2 separate regions of the Mus musculus genome follow, and region 2 is linked to region 1. The links are chromatin contacts, called in public promoter capture Hi-C maps. All regions are on one chromosome and are shown on one strand. Each heading gives the region's core, a stretch centred on a gene start, on an enhancer-like site or on the middle of the called end of the contact. The rest is flanking DNA. Distances are from core to core; before and after follow the strand shown. Region 1 overlaps Slc20a2 (solute carrier family 20, member 2). Region 2 overlaps Ikbkb (inhibitor of kappaB kinase beta).

What was found. Capture Hi-C pulls out chosen DNA fragments and counts their contacts.
Region 2: a promoter capture Hi-C map of adipose tissue shows a contact between it and region 1. The contact joins two enhancer-like sites. A contact is called at or near these places in 2 of 39 promoter capture datasets (erythroid cells and pre-B cells), 1 of 484 Hi-C or Micro-C datasets (liver), 1 of 115 datasets of contacts at active chromatin or transcription factors (bone marrow-derived macrophages) and 3 of 9 other capture datasets (adipose tissue, liver and pancreatic islet).

The regions. Positions count from the first base shown.
Region 1 is chr8:22,487,114-22,494,664 of GRCm38.p6, forward strand. The region is part of intron 1 of Slc20a2 (solute carrier family 20, member 2); the gene reads left to right. Among named protein-coding and RNA genes, the nearest start is that of Smim19, 14 kb to the left of the region's middle. Within about 2 kb of position 4,423, at least 87 of the 459 cell types and tissues checked have an H3K27ac peak or open chromatin away from gene starts, as enhancers often do. A contact at or near this core is called in adipose tissue and bone marrow-derived macrophages, where this site is marked.
Region 2 is chr8:22,694,301-22,701,851 of GRCm38.p6, forward strand. Ikbkb (inhibitor of kappaB kinase beta) reads right to left here. Exons shown (of 22, transcript NM_001159774.1): 3 at 863-957. Among named protein-coding and RNA genes, the nearest start is that of Ikbkb, 8.5 kb to the right of the region's middle. Within about 2 kb of position 3,856, at least 38 of the 459 cell types and tissues checked have an H3K27ac peak or open chromatin away from gene starts, as enhancers often do. A contact at or near this core is called in adipose tissue and bone marrow-derived macrophages, where this site is marked.

The sequences.
Region 1 (7,551 bases), core at 3,173-5,672:
AGGAAACCGAATTTTCCTACTGGGGCTCTTAGTCTCATTAATAAAACAAATTAGAAATGGGAGGTAATTTGAGAACAGTTTTACTGAAGTTTAAAGGAAAAGCATGGTGGAAGGAAGGTGACAATCCTGGTAGTCACAGGGAGGAGAGGTGGAGAAAGTTCATCATGGAATAGAAATTGGGATAGCTCTTTACGAAAGGAGAAAGCATCCCATAGAATGGAAGAATACGGCTTGTCTGTAAGATATTGAAGCTCCCAGTTACACAGGGTTTTGTAGGCCTCTCTGCCCAGCTCTTGTTGGTATCTCACGGGTTGCGTCTTGTGTATTCTGTTCACACAGGAAGAGGCGGCTTTCTAGCCTTGCTCTTGATGTATCTTTTTCCAGTTGTTACTCTGTCACATAGGTAAAATAGAGTCTCTCAGGGCAAGGCCCAGTGTAAAGATTTATCATATCACACACTAGGGAGTAAGCTAGAGCAAGGCACAGCATGACCTCAACATTTTCTCGGCAAAAACATGAGTGGTGAAGTCAACACGGGGTCAGGGAGAGAAAGTAAAGACTATTGAAAAGGACTTCTATGGACAGTCAGTTTCTAGGAATGGAGCGAGTGAACTCGACAGATTTTAGCATTTATTAGATAGAAGCCTCTGCCCCAAATAAAAGTAGCGGTAATTCTAGTAACTAGATTTACTTGTGCATTTGCCACACATTGTGGGTATTTTTCATTTCCTTTTTTAAATCTCTAAAACTATGTTGTGGCTTTTTAAACTTACTGGTTCTTTGTGAAATTCACATCATGTGCCCCAATCCCACTCATCTCTCCCTTCTCTCATACCCACCCTCTACCCTTGCAACCTCCCCTCCTCAAGAAAAAAAAAAATCTTATAGTGGAGGCTGTAGTGTGTCCCAGAGTACACCCTTTGGTCCACACTTCTTTGCTTACAAGTGTTCATTGCCGTGACTCCTTGGTCTGGTACAAGGCCTCTGGCTTCTGCTGCTTTATCAGTACTGGAACCTCACTGGGACTCTTCTAGAATATTCTGTTGTTACCCTGTGTCGTGGGAATCCTGCAGCTTTGGCTCTGTAGGACCAGCCCCTTCGTGCACTCCAATAGTTCCTCTATTGATGGGGTGAATGCTGGGGTTAGCCAACACAAAAGCCCTGGGACCCGGCCTGAGAGGTATCTGTAAGCATTTTATTTTGAAAGACTGCTGGTCTCCTTACAATTAACCTATGTCAGTTTGTAACTACACTGTAACATTCTGCAAATGCTTTGAACAATTGGCTCATTAGTTTCTTACATAAGAAAGTTTATAGATTGTGTGGTCTGCAATTCTAGTTGCTTTATAACAGAATCGTGGCTTATAGCTAGCTAGACTTTTATCTTAAATGCCAGGCACACCCCATTAATCCCAGCACTCAGGAGGCAGAGGCTGTTTGTGATAGCCAGGCCAGCCTGGTCTACATAGTGAGTTCCAGGTCAGCCAGGAACAAGACAAGACCCTGTCTCAAAATGAAAGAAAGGAAAAGGAGGGAAGGAGGGAGGGAGGGAGGGAGGGGAAAGGAAAGGGAAGACTTTGTTGTTATTAATTACAAAAGAAAATAGGTTTCATTATGATGTTTTTATACAGGCATAGAATGTACAGGAAATGCCCATGTGGAAATTAACATATGGTGGTGTTGAGCTATGAAGAACAACCCTATAATGTGGGATTCACCTCACTGAATAGTTTTCTGCCTGAGCCCTTTCTAACCACACTAGTGATTATTGGGTATCTCAGAGCTGAAGAAACTTTAATAGCCACTAGTGAAAAGTAGTCTCAAAGCTATAATTGGGCTGCTAACAAGGAATTTATATAAATATGCTATGTCATAGTTGAGTGGGGAAATTTAGTAAGTAAAGAATTATAATACATTGTAGTAAATGGCAAAATTTATTAAGCATGAGACAGAGAACATGGACTATTGAAACCTCAAAGCCACACCCAGCAACACACTTGCTCCAACAAGGCCACACCTAATCCTTCCCAAACAGTTCTGCCAACTGAGGATCAAGCATTCAAATATATTATTAGCCTTTGGAGGCAATTCTCATAAAAACTACCACATAGTTCTTTAGACTGGGGGGGGGGTGGTATTTAGAAACCTTATAGGAATGTGTGTGTGTGTGTGTGTATGTGTGTATATATATATATATATATATATATATATATATATATAGTGTAAATTCTAACTATGGTAATTTCTCTCTTTTCAACCTATATAAACTGGGCAAGTTATAAGACATTCAGCAGCCTTGGCTTCTTTATCTATGAAATGTTAATAATATCTAGTAGTGTTTATATAAATTAAATTTATTACTATATAAGATTCCAGTATGTCCTTGTTTTTTATTGTTTTTTAGTTTTTGAGACAGATTGGCCTTTGAACTCATAAGAGATCAGTGCAGGGATTAAAGGCACAACCCCACAACCCCACAACCCCAATAGCTTTTTACTTGGTAGGAGACATGAGAGTTTATTTGGAGTACAGCTTCAGGCTACAGTCAGTCTCTTATTGTGGGACTAACATTTTCCATTCTGAAAGTTAACGGTGACAAGTATAATATTCTTGCTTCATGCTTATTTATTTTCAGGGTTTAAAATATTTCATTCCATGTTTTTCTGGCTTTGTATGTATGTTGACATTTTCTCATGCCCCTTCTAGTGCTGGGCAAAAGTCTTTACTTTGTATTTTTAACCTCCTGACCGATGTATTGTGGAAAGCGTCTTCTCTGGTCATATCTATTTGTAGTTCTGTATGCCTCTGGTGTTTGGGGTGTCCAAATTGAATCTAGGTCCTCTGGAAGAGCAGCACTGATCATTAATTCTTTTCAAAACTACAACTGTGAATTCTTTTCAGACCTTTCAGCACTTCTGATTTTGGATTCTGTTGTAGGGGAGTCAGCCAGTTGTGCTTGGGTCATGGCTGATGGCTACGTCATAGTCTTTGAGTTATTTTGTCAGAGTTCACACTGAGGTTGAAATGAACTTGCTTTCAGGTTTGACTTTGCCTCCCAATTCCACTTGGATGCCTTGTTTCTTCTGAGTCTTTCTGGTGGGCTGTCTGCATGAAGTTCAGCCTTGGGGACTTGTGAGGATTAGAGTTGATTGTAAAGTAAAATCATTGAGGCGATCTGTATTAGGCAGGAACAGAACTTAAAGAATGAATAGATACGTGTTCATATACATTTACATATACGTGGTGGATTTATTAGAATGGATTAAAGGCTGTGGATTAGATGGTCCAGCTAGTCCATCCGTGGCTGTCTACCAACCGAAGGTATAAGAATCCAGTATTGTATGTCAGAATCCAGGGAAGGAATAGACTTGGCAGTGAGTACCAGCAGGTAGGCAAAGAACAAGCTGCTTCTTGCACACCCTTTCTATAGGCTACCCGCAGAAAGTGTGGCCCAGTTTAAAGCTGGCTCTTCCCACCTCAAAAGATCTGGACTAAAGGTGGGTCTTCCTATTTCAAATGATTTAATTAAGAAATCTGCTGAGCAGTAGTGGCACACACCTTTAATCCCAGCACTCAGGAGGTAGAGACAAGTGGGTATCTGAGTTCGAGACCAGCCTGGTTTACAGAGTTCCAGGACAGCCAGGCACAGAGAAAACCCTGTCTCAACCTCCCACCACCATCCCCCAGAAAAAAGGAAAGGAAAGGAAAGGGGGAGAGAGAGAGAGAGAGAGAGAGAGAGAGAGAGAGAGATATCTTTCATAGGCATATCTGCTTGCTTAGGTTTTAGTTACCTCCAGATATAGTAAGTTGTCAACCAAAAATATCCATCACAAGTCCATCCCTGTCACCTTGTCACACAATCATATCTCCTTAGATCATTTCTAATTTCCCAATGGAAATCATAACTGGGCCATAATTACACCTTACATATTATAGCTATCCCATCTATAATCACAAACATTATATATTTAAGCAAGTCATAATTATGCCTTACATAATATAACACTCATACAACCACGAATGCATTATAAATTTTAGAATAGATGGCAATATCCCTAAAGGGACATTCTTTTAGTGTCTCAGACTTAAATATGATAACCACTGATACTCTCTTAATTGATGTCACTACATGAAAAGGAAATCAAGGAAAGAAAACACAAATATCCATGCTAGTGCATTCTTGCCAAAATATGACAGAAATACTCATGTCAACTGTAAGCCTTGTTTCAGTAACTGGTCATGTGGCCTTAGCTGGTATTTATAACTATCTTCCTCTATTACCCATTCTGTATTTGATCCACCCTCAGCAAGCACTTAATTAAGCAGGTCTTGGGTTTTTTTCCCGGAGGAGTGACTCATACCTTCATTCCTGAAGGATCTGTTGCCCTTTGTCATCCTGACTGGGTTAGGATGTGGCAGTTTCCTGTTGACTAATACAGGACTTGGTAACACCAAGAGACTGCACTAAAAGATCTCCTGCATTCCAGATGTAGTCTTTCTTAACCTCCATTGTAATCTAATTTCCCCTGGCAATTTGGACCAGTCACTCCTCCTAACACAGTTATTCCTTTCTTAACTTATTAGCTTAAGGGCATCAGAAGCCCAAAGCGGCCTGGGGGGGTGAGTCTGAGCTTCCAGCTCAATGTGATGTGTGTTGTGACTCCATACAGGAGCATTTCCCTCTCTGGAACCAAAATGTCTAGATCAACAAAATTTAAGGTCATGGAAACAGGAAGCAAAACTTTTCCTAATGGATCACTAGGGGTGATCATGAGTGGAACCATTGCATTTTCCACCTCTTGGCCCTGTTAGGCCACTTGCTTCTGGATAGAAGCATTTGTTAATTCCATGTGCAATGGATTCCATGATCGTGGGCCCACTGTCGCACTTCTCAGGCTGTGAAGTGAGCTACTTGGCCAGAAGCAATGCTGTGTGGAAAACCATCACAATGGATACGGCATTTTTTAAGTCCTTGGACAGTAGTCTTGCAGAAACATGTTCAGGAAAGGCAAAACCACAAGCAGAGTAACTGTCTACTTGAGTAAGGCCAAAGTCAGCCTGCCACCAGGTCACTGGCAGGTCATCCCCAGGAATGATGCCATATATGGGGCTCAGTGTCATTCTCTGCTGTTGGCAGATCTGGCACTCACCAACAACTGTAGCCGAGTGGCAGTCCATGTTGTCCAGCCCATGTCTAATCCCCTCTGCCATCATGGCCCATTGGGCAATGACAGGAATGGCTGGCAAAAGAGACAGACCTGTCCACAGAACAGTTCATCCTGTCTACTTAGTTATTGGACTCTCCTCTGCTGGTCACTTTGATGAGCATTTTCATGGGACACAGGTATCTTCACATCCTTTGCCCATTTGCAGAAACCTGCCAACACTCCTTCCCCAGAAGTCCTTCTCACCAATCATACTTATTTCTCGTCCCTGATCATCCAGCCAGTCCATTGGCTTCAGCCCATGAACCAGTGAACAACTGTATTATCTCCCCTTGAGAATGAAATGCATGTCTGTGTGTACTGCCTGAAATTCTGCCCACTGTGTTTTTTTCAGGGTTGCCCCTGAAACAGGTTGCAGTGCTGCAACTCTCCACTTCTGGGTGGTGTCTGTAGAACATGCGGAACCATTGGTGAAGCGAGCCCCAGTCTTCTCTTCCAATCATAATGTGTACACCAAGAGGCTATAGGCACAGGCTTAGCAGCAGATGGCATTGTAACAGGAGTAGAAACCATAGGCATTTGAGCAACTTCTTCATGTAACTTGATTCTGCCTTCAGGACCTGCTCTGGCCTAATTATGTATATCCCACTTTCATTTGATAATGGATAGCTACTGTGTACATAGTACTTGATTTGGTGGATCAGAGAACACTTAGCTCGTGAAGGGCAGCCCAGGTCACATGATAACTTGGTGGCCTGTTATCAAACATTTAGTTTCCACTGAGGCCCAAGAGCAGGCCAAGAGCTGTCTGTTAAAGGGAGAATAATTGTCTGCAGATGATGGTAGAGCCTTGCTGCAAAATCCCAAAGGTCTTTTCTGTGATTCACCTACAGGGGCCTGCCAGAGGCTCCGAACAGCGTTCCTCTCTGCTACTGACACCTCAGGTATCATTGGGTCTGCTGGGTCATGTAGTCCAAGTGTTGGAGCAGCCTGCTTATCAGCTGGGACTTGTTGAAGAGCCTTCTCCTGTTCCTGGCTCCACTTAAACCTAACAGCTTTCCAAGTCACTTGGTATATGGGCTGGAGTAACACACTAAAGAATGTGCTATCTCCACAGTCTAAATCAGCCTACTAAAATACGTATCGTGCTTCTTTCCTGGTGGTGGGAGGGGTCAAATGCAATAACTTATCTTTCACATTAAAAGGAGTATCTTTGCGTATTCCATACTAACCAAGAATTTTATGGAGGTAGCTTGAGTTTTGGTTGTATTTATTTCATTCATATCTTCTGGATTACAAGTTACATGGTAACATATGAGTTGCCAACAAGCCTAGAGTGGTTGCTGTCTCCTGCTAACTCGATCCAATCAGCATAATGTCATCAATATAGTGGACCAATGTGATATTCTGTGGAAGAGACATGATCAAGATCTCTTCAAACTAAGTTATGACAGAGTGCTGGAGACTTGAAACAAACTTATACATTTCTCTAGAAGTGTGTCCGGTCTCAAAATATATATAAGTCAGGGTTCTCTAGAGGACTAACACACACACACACACACACACACACACACACACACACAAACAGAGAGAGAGAGAGAGAGAGAGAGAGAGAGAGAATATGAATATACGGCAATCTACCAACCTACCGATCTATATATCTGTTTATTTATTAGAATAGCTTATAGGCTAAAAAGATCTGGATTAAAGGTATATCTTAGCACCTCAGAAGATCCAGATTAAAAGTTGATCTCCCTGGTTGGAAGGTTGGCCCAGTGGTTAAGAGCACTGACTGTTCTTCCCGAGGTCCTGAGTTCAATTCCCAGCAACCACATGGTGGCTCACAACCATCTGTAATGGGATCCAATGCCTTCTTCTGGTGTGTCTGAAGACAGCTACAGTGTACTCATATACATAAAATAATAATTTTAAAAATTATTTTTAAAAAGTTGGTCTCCCCACTTCAAATGATTTAAGAAAACCCTCATACCTAGCAGCTTGGGTTTTAGTTAATTCTAGATGTAATCAAGTTGACAACTAAGAACAGCCGTCATAAGATTCCATCATGGCTAGGCTAGATGCCAAAAGCACCAAGAGCGAGCAGCACAGAGTACAAAGGTAACCAGATGGAGAAAAAACCTGGTCACATTTTGAATTGTGCGATTCTGCTGGAGCCAGGACTTGGACTGCCAAGGGCTGTGGTCAGAATCTCTGGTCTCAGATGACCAGTGGGAACACCGGAGTATAACATGTTGGCCCTGCAGAGGCCAGAGTCAGAGCCTGGTATCAAGGTACCCTCTGAATCTGCCACTGATTTCTGTGTATCCCAGCCTTCAAGGAAGGTATTTTCAGACTTCAGAGTTCTCTGGTCAGTCTTTAAGGTCTC
Region 2 (7,551 bases), core at 2,606-5,105, 210 kb after region 1:
AACAAAGGAGACACTGCTCTTTCCCATCTTTTAAGACGTGAGCAGAGGTCTGGAGAGATGATTCGACAGGGCTCTTCCAGAGGACCTGGGTTTAAGTCCAAGCCCCGATGTGGCTGAGTTCTCTAAACTCCAGTTCCAGCAGACCCAAGTGCCCCTCCTGGCCAGCCCAGGCACCAAGCATGCATGTGATGCACAGACACAGATGCAGCCAAGCCACCCACACACACAAAATAGAGTGATTTTAAAAATGAAGGACGTGAGCTGTGGGGGGCTTCTGCTTGATTTCTTCGAGCTAATTCTCGGAGTGCTCGCCACTACAGGTCCCACTAGCTGGGGGGGACAGCATCCACCCAGGCAGGCCTGAAAGATCCTGTGTCCGCACTGTGTGACTCTCCCCAGAGGGCAAACAGCGAGTCGCATGCCACTGTGCAATTAGAAACATAGGGAAAACAAAGATTTCTGCTGACAAATCAAAACTTGCTAACTGCTTTAATTAACTTATTAATTAAGCAATGTCTGATACAGTGTGTTAGGTTGTCTATGCTGGTCTCAAATTCCTGGGCTCAACTATTCCTCCTGTCTTCAACCTCCCAAGCCTTCTTCCTTGTCCTATAGAAGCACAACACCACGCCTAGGTAAGATGGCTGTCTTACGTTTAACGCAACAAACTGACCACATAGCTCAATGTAGTGCTTAAATGTTACTCCTCTAGAAGCCTCCAGGACAGCGACCTATCTAAATAATGTGGGCACTGTGCTGACAGAAGACACTGCGGGGCTCTTTTCTATGCTATTCATTCCCGGGTCACAGGGCTGTGGAAATGACCCCTCCCCCGCCCCCGCTGTGGGCCCAGGCCCCTCACCTTCTCATGATCTGGATTTCGAGGCACCAGCGGTCTCTGTTCTTTGGGCTGAGCTCCTGTCGGCATTGCTTGATGGCGATCTGTTCACCTGTCGCCTACAGAGAGGGCACGCTGGACGTCAGAGCGATGGACAACCAGACCTATGACCACCGCAGAACCCCAGTGCCATACAGGCATCCTGCAGAACACCTGGACACCTGGCTGGCCTGCCTGTCTGTCTGTCTGTCTGCCCTCCTCACCACCCCCACATCACAGTTTGCCCATCTTCCCGCTGCATCTATCCATCGAGGGGGCACAAATTCTTCACATCTTGCTCTGTCGCTGCCTCCTCCACACCCCTGCCCCCCTGTAGCACACCCCTGTCCGGGGCTTCTACTTCTCTCTGCACACGCTAACTGTTGCCGTGGTAATAATGCCAGGTTAAGCCATCCAGCGCTGCTGGTGATTGGCCTGTTTCACATATAAAAGTGGCGCTTCCGTGTGATTGATTCAACTACTGGCCCAGTGAGTGTCTCCCTTGTTTCATGTAAGAGGTTTTTTGTTTTTTCCTTTCTCTTTGGAGAGAAGACAAACATAGTGTAGTCAATGAGACACAGAACAGCTCAGGTTCCAACTCTCTTTCACCAGCTGTGTATCCTTGGAGCAAACTACATACAGACTGTGTCTTCACTTATGCAACAGGAATACTGACCTGCCACAGCTCAGGGCTGTAATGAGGACAGAGATGTAGCTATATCATACAGATAGAAAGCCCATAGCAAGTGCCTGACAATTCACAAGAGCACAGTCCTGAGAGTATGGCATATACTCTTCCAAAGCCTGCTTTCATTATTTATTTACATCCTTATTTACTGTAGAATGGTCTAATGGATCCAAGCCTAGACTGATATTCACTATGGCTACAAGGATGACACTGGATTTCTGATCCTCCTGACGCATCTTACCATATGCTAAGATTACAGGTGTGCATGGACCACCACGCCCACTTTATATGGCGCTGGGGATCAAACCTAGGGCTTTGTGAACACTGGATAAGCACTCTACCAACCAAATTACACCCTTAACCACACTGTGTGGGTTTTTTACTGAAAGAGTCAGTATTTTGTGACTTATGACTGGCTCCTGAGGTTAACAGGCATCTCTTTGCTGGTACAAAAAGGAGACCATGGGAACACGTAGGAGAGGAGGGTTCTGAGCTGTGGGTTGGGCAGTGGCAGCAGAGAGAAGCCCTGGTGTCAGGTGTCCTGGAACCACCAGGGCAGCCTCGACTTTGGACAGTAGTATCAGCGTCCCTGTTCACGGTGACGCCACTGAGAACAGCTAGGGATAAAGCCTCCCAACAGAGCTTACTGCGGTGTTTTGCACGGTATAAAAAATACCTGTAGCAAGAACAGGAAGGCAGAAGTTCATCCATGGAGAGCATGCTCTATTCTGTCTGGAGAGCTCTCATCTGGGAACTCAGCAAGGGCTTCCCCAGGGGATTTCTGATGGATGGCGTAAGCACCTATCTGAGGAAGCTTCAGTATTCGCTGCCAGTTGGACTACTCCTGATCGCTCTCTCTGGATGGTGTAGGCGCCTATCTTGAAGCTGCTCTGCTGTTTACCTGTCTACTGTTGGCTATTTAGCTGTTGGCTATTTATTTTTTCATTTCTGCTTGCTACAAACTTAAAAACAAAAACAAAAAACACTTCACATATTCAAAACTGATGGTGGGTTATTTTCCATACAAAACAAGATTTCTGCTTCTATAGGTAAAAGGCAAAAGACTAAAACCTCTAAAGACCTTTAAAATCAACTTTAATCAGCACAGATAATACTGTTGGCCCCATGAAAGAAGTCCTAGAGGCCCCATAGACCATTTCCGCACTTGTACATTCTATAAAAAGAATCCTAAAACTTTAAAGTGTGTGATTCGTACAGTAATGAGTTAAACCAACACGCACAGGACCCTGGCAAGACAAGCAGGCGGCTGTCATCAGCATCCGACAGGATCACTGCCTCACGGTCACCCAAAACTCCTGCTGCTGCTTGGGAAACGCTGGTAAGAGAACGCTCCAAACACCAGGAGGAGTTATCTAATGTGATCAATGATTAAGAAATCCACCCTGAAATGGATGATTAAGACTGACAACTTCAGAAATGAGGGTGGTCATCACCATTCTAATGCCGGAGCACAAATATAACAAAACCTCTAAAATGTTCTCAGGATGTGTTTTTAATCGAGAACTACTGCTTAAGCTGTCTAAGATGCACTTACGTCCATGCCTAGTTTTCTGGTCTATTCTAAGTATACAACCAAAATCACAGCTGATGCTGGAGCAGGGTCTCCACCCACAAACCCCACCCACTTCCCATCGTCCCTGGCGTCTTTACAACCCCTAGACAACACACATCTACTTTCTGTCTGTGTGGATTTACATGCTCTGGACATTCCGTGTAAAACAAGTCACATGTGTGAAATTTTACACAGACGCTCTCGCTTAAAGCCACAGTTCACTCACACTGCGGCTACGGGTCCACTCTTGTGACCTCAACAGCCTCCTCATGGCCGCCCACGGGAGGAGGTATCATTAACTGGGGTCTGCCCCACCATCATTCTCTCCTTTTCTTTGTCTGTTAGAATCCTGGTTTTGGGGAGTGGGTGGGTAGGGGAGTGGGGGTGGGTGGGTATGGGGGACTTTTGGTATAGCATTGGAAATGTAAATGAGCTAAATACCTAATAAAAATGAAAAAAAAAAAAAAAGAATCCTGGTTTTGGCCTGGATTCTGAGGCTCTCTCTGAAGAGCTGATTTCCTTTCCACACTATATCCACTATGGCTGCTGAACACAGCAGAACCCAGGGAGAAGTCCATCTCTGGTCTTCAAGAGTGAGCGACCATACTAGAAAAACATTCCTCTAATGGACGGACATTCTCAGAAGCCACAGCCTGGAAAACACCGTGCTTCGAGATCTTGAGCTTCCAACGAGTCTCCCTCCTCTCAAGCCGACTGGAACCGTCCTCAGTTTCACTTCCTGTCAGTGCTGGGACTCAAATATTTTCTTGCCCAGTTCTAGGGTGGATTCGTCAACAGCAAACCCCACTGATGTTGAATGCTGAGGTTAGAGTGTTGAAACGTAATTACTTTTGTAACAGCATTGAGAGGTGGGGCTGCGGAGAAGCTGATGGGGTTGCAGGCAGCCACGGTGAGATGCTATCATGTAGAGACCTTTGTGACGGCACAGTGGAAGACATGTCTTTAAGTGAGAGAAAGTGCCTGTCTGAAATGACCAGAGCCTTGATCTCTGCCTTACAAGTCAATCAGCCTAACACCCCGCCCAGGCTCATATAGGCAACCTTAATTAAGCCCAATGGGTCACACATACCTGCAAGATACGAAGGTAGGGGGATGTGAGAACAAGAAGGGTTTTAGTGAAGAGGGATAAGAGAGGGTAATGGGATGAACATGATCCAAAAATATTATGTACATGTACAAAATTGTCAAAGAACACATTAATAATATATTTAAGAGAAACACGGCCACCTAAGAAAAATCTATATTAAATTATTTCTCAAATGGTTGGAAGGTGAGTTTTATTCACTTGAGTAAAGGTTATTATTACCATTAAAAATAGATTACCAAGACTCAAGAACTCTACACTGGCCTTTAGTCAGAGCCTAGACTTGTGGAAAACAGGGTTCTGCAGAGGCGTGGAAGCGGGTCCGGGCAGGGGCAAGCTCGCTGCAGAAGATCTCTGGTCCAGACACTCCTATAGCTAGTATGCTGGTGGTTCTGTGGTTACATGAAGATGTTACAGTTCTGCTATGCTACCCGAGGATGAAAGAGTCCATGCTCGGAGACTAAAGAGTCTGCACACATCTAACTTTAACACACAGAGCAGTGAGTTGTTTTCTTGTTCAATTGTAATGAATTAGCCACAGGCCCAGTTGCTTAAAACAACATGAATACATCTTTTAGTTCACAAGTCTGCATATCACAGGTCTGCGGTGAGTTTTCCCTTGTCAATAGTCACGTTGTCAGCAGAGCTGTGCTCACTTCTACCAGCTTTGGGACATCACCCATGACCTCTCGCAGTCCAAGCCCCGGCATCTCCCATGGCTTAGGCACCTCATCCTCAAACCCACCAACGTCAGGTTGGATCTTTCTCCCCTAGTCTTAGCTCCACACTGATTCTCCTTGCCTCCTTTCCAACCTTTCAGGACCCAGTGTGACACTGTGCCTGCCCATCTAAAGCTAGGACGATCTACCAATCTAAGGCCAGCTGGACCGGCAACCTGGATTCTTCCTTGCCGTGTAATGTCAAAGATTCAGGAGAGTAAGGTATGGATGCCCGTGGGAAAGGCGGATGCTCTCTACAAACAACACAACAAATCCTCAGACCCACTGTGATTTAGGGAACTCGGTCTGATGTGCATTGAGTAACTGTAATCTCTTGCCCAATGTCAGAGCATAAGACGCAGTTGTTAGCTGGCTCAACCCAGAAGCCAAGATAACCTATATCATGAAGACTGACAGGAAGAGTGAAGATATGAGAACAGCCTTCAACCTCCAAACTTAGACTTAGCTAACAGAGACTAGAACTGCCTGTGTCAGCTTAGCTTAGCCCTATTGCAGGGGACTCCTAGCTTCTAGGGCTTAGGGATGTCTGAGATAGAGACAAACCTTTCCTCACTCAGTTGTCTATTATTTTCGTTCATGAACTATGAACACCGGGAATGTGTTCATCGGCAGAAAAATTCACACATCAGAAGATGACTGCATTTTGCCCAGGATCCCCAGATCAAGAATAGGAGTTTGGAAAGCCAGCCTGGGCCTGAATTCTCTCTGTGTGCTGGGTAAGTTTGTATTCTTGGTCAATCTGATATAAGCTAGAGTCTTATCTGGGAATCTTAACAGAAGAATTGTCCGCATCTAATTGTCTACAGGGAAGCTTGTGGGGCATTCTCCTGATTAACAATTGAGAAGGGAGGCCCCCAGCGGCTCGCCCCTGGGCAGCTGATCCTGGGATTTATAAGAAACACCAGCAAACTATAGAAAGCAAGGCAGTAAGCAGCGCTTCTCTGTTACCATCTCTGCTTCAGTTCCTGCCTCCAGGTTCCTGCCTTGGCTTCCCTTCAGGAGGAACATGGTTCCTGCATTGGCTTCCCTTCAGGAGGGACATATAAGCCAGATAACCCTTCCCTCCCCAAGCTGGGTTTGGTCATAGTGTCTAGGACAGCAACAGAAACCAAACTAGGAGTATCTATCTCCAACTTGCTAATAAGTAGACTCCTTAAAATAGAATACAATTTAAAAACTATCCTTATTCTCAATAAAAGGGAAAGTAGATTTTGTCTATATAGAACATAGCAGATTTTTAGAGGTCCTTAGAGTTTGTTATTCTTTGCCTTTTACACAAGAACACAAATCTTGTGTATGTCTGTGTATTATAAAGCCCAAAGAAGGTGACTGCACACAAGGGTGCCAGAAAGCCAGTTTATAAAAAAACAACAACATCAACAACACAACAGAACAAGTGGGGTCACCCAACTCCTTGTGGTTGGCTTCCTATGATCCAGGGAAAATGCAAAAACAAACAAACAAAACCCCTCACAGAACTCCTCTTAGAACTTCATTCCAGAAAACCCAATCGCTTATTACCATTCAACCAGCAACACTGTCATACAGAGACAATGAGCCATCCGGCCTTTTCAGATCCTGCTCCACAACATCAACATTTCAGGGAAAACAGGTGTGTGTGTGTGTGAGTGTGTGTGTGTGTGAGTGTGTGTGTCTGAGTGTGTGTGAGTTTATGTGTGTGTGTGTGTGAGTGTATGTGTGTGTGTATGTGTGTGTGTGTGAGTGTGTGTGTGTATGTATGTGTGTGTGTATGAGTGTGTGTGAGTGTATGTGTGTGAGTGTGTGTGTGTGTGAGTGTGTGTGTGTGTGTGAGTGTGTGTGTGTGAGTGTGTGTGTGTGTGTGAGTGTGTGTGTGTGTGTGTGTGTGTGTGTGTGTGTGTGTGAGAGAGAGAGAGAGAGAGAGAGAGAGAAACTGGGCCCAGAAGGATTACATGGATGGGACCCAGGCTGGGGAGTCCAAAGGTACAGATGCACCAGCCGCCACCGGTGTTGCTCAACCCTACTCAGAGATGTTGCTTCCCAGTGATTGGCAGTTAACACGGAGGCCCACAACTGGTCAAAGCACAGAGGGTGGGAGGAGGTAAGATGCTCGACCCTAAAAGATACATCTGTATCATACCCCCTTCTTGCTAAGCTCAGGGATCATTCTGGAAAGATCCTAAGAGCTGGAGGTTCTGAGGGACTACAACAAAGCAGTGTTTCCCAGGGGAAAACAAGGAAGCTGCCCCGTATGAAGTCACAGCAGTTGTGACAGTGTACACGGGCCGAGAGCCACGGAAAACCCAAGCTTGGAGAGGAAGGCAGGCAGGAAGTCCCACCCCTAGCTAGCTAGCTAGCAGGAAGTCCCACCCCTAGCTAGCTAGGCTGCTAGTGGCAGTTTATAGTTGCTTAGAGAAGGATGGGTTCTCCTTAAGGGTGTGTTCTGTGGTAGGGTCAACCACACTTCAGTGGGAGGGGCACAAACTAGACTTTCTTCTTCTTCTTTTTTTAAGATGTAAAGGCGGATGGGCAAGGAAGTGAGGTGAAAGCTGGGGGGAGTGGGGAGGGAGGGGTAAATATGACCAAAAT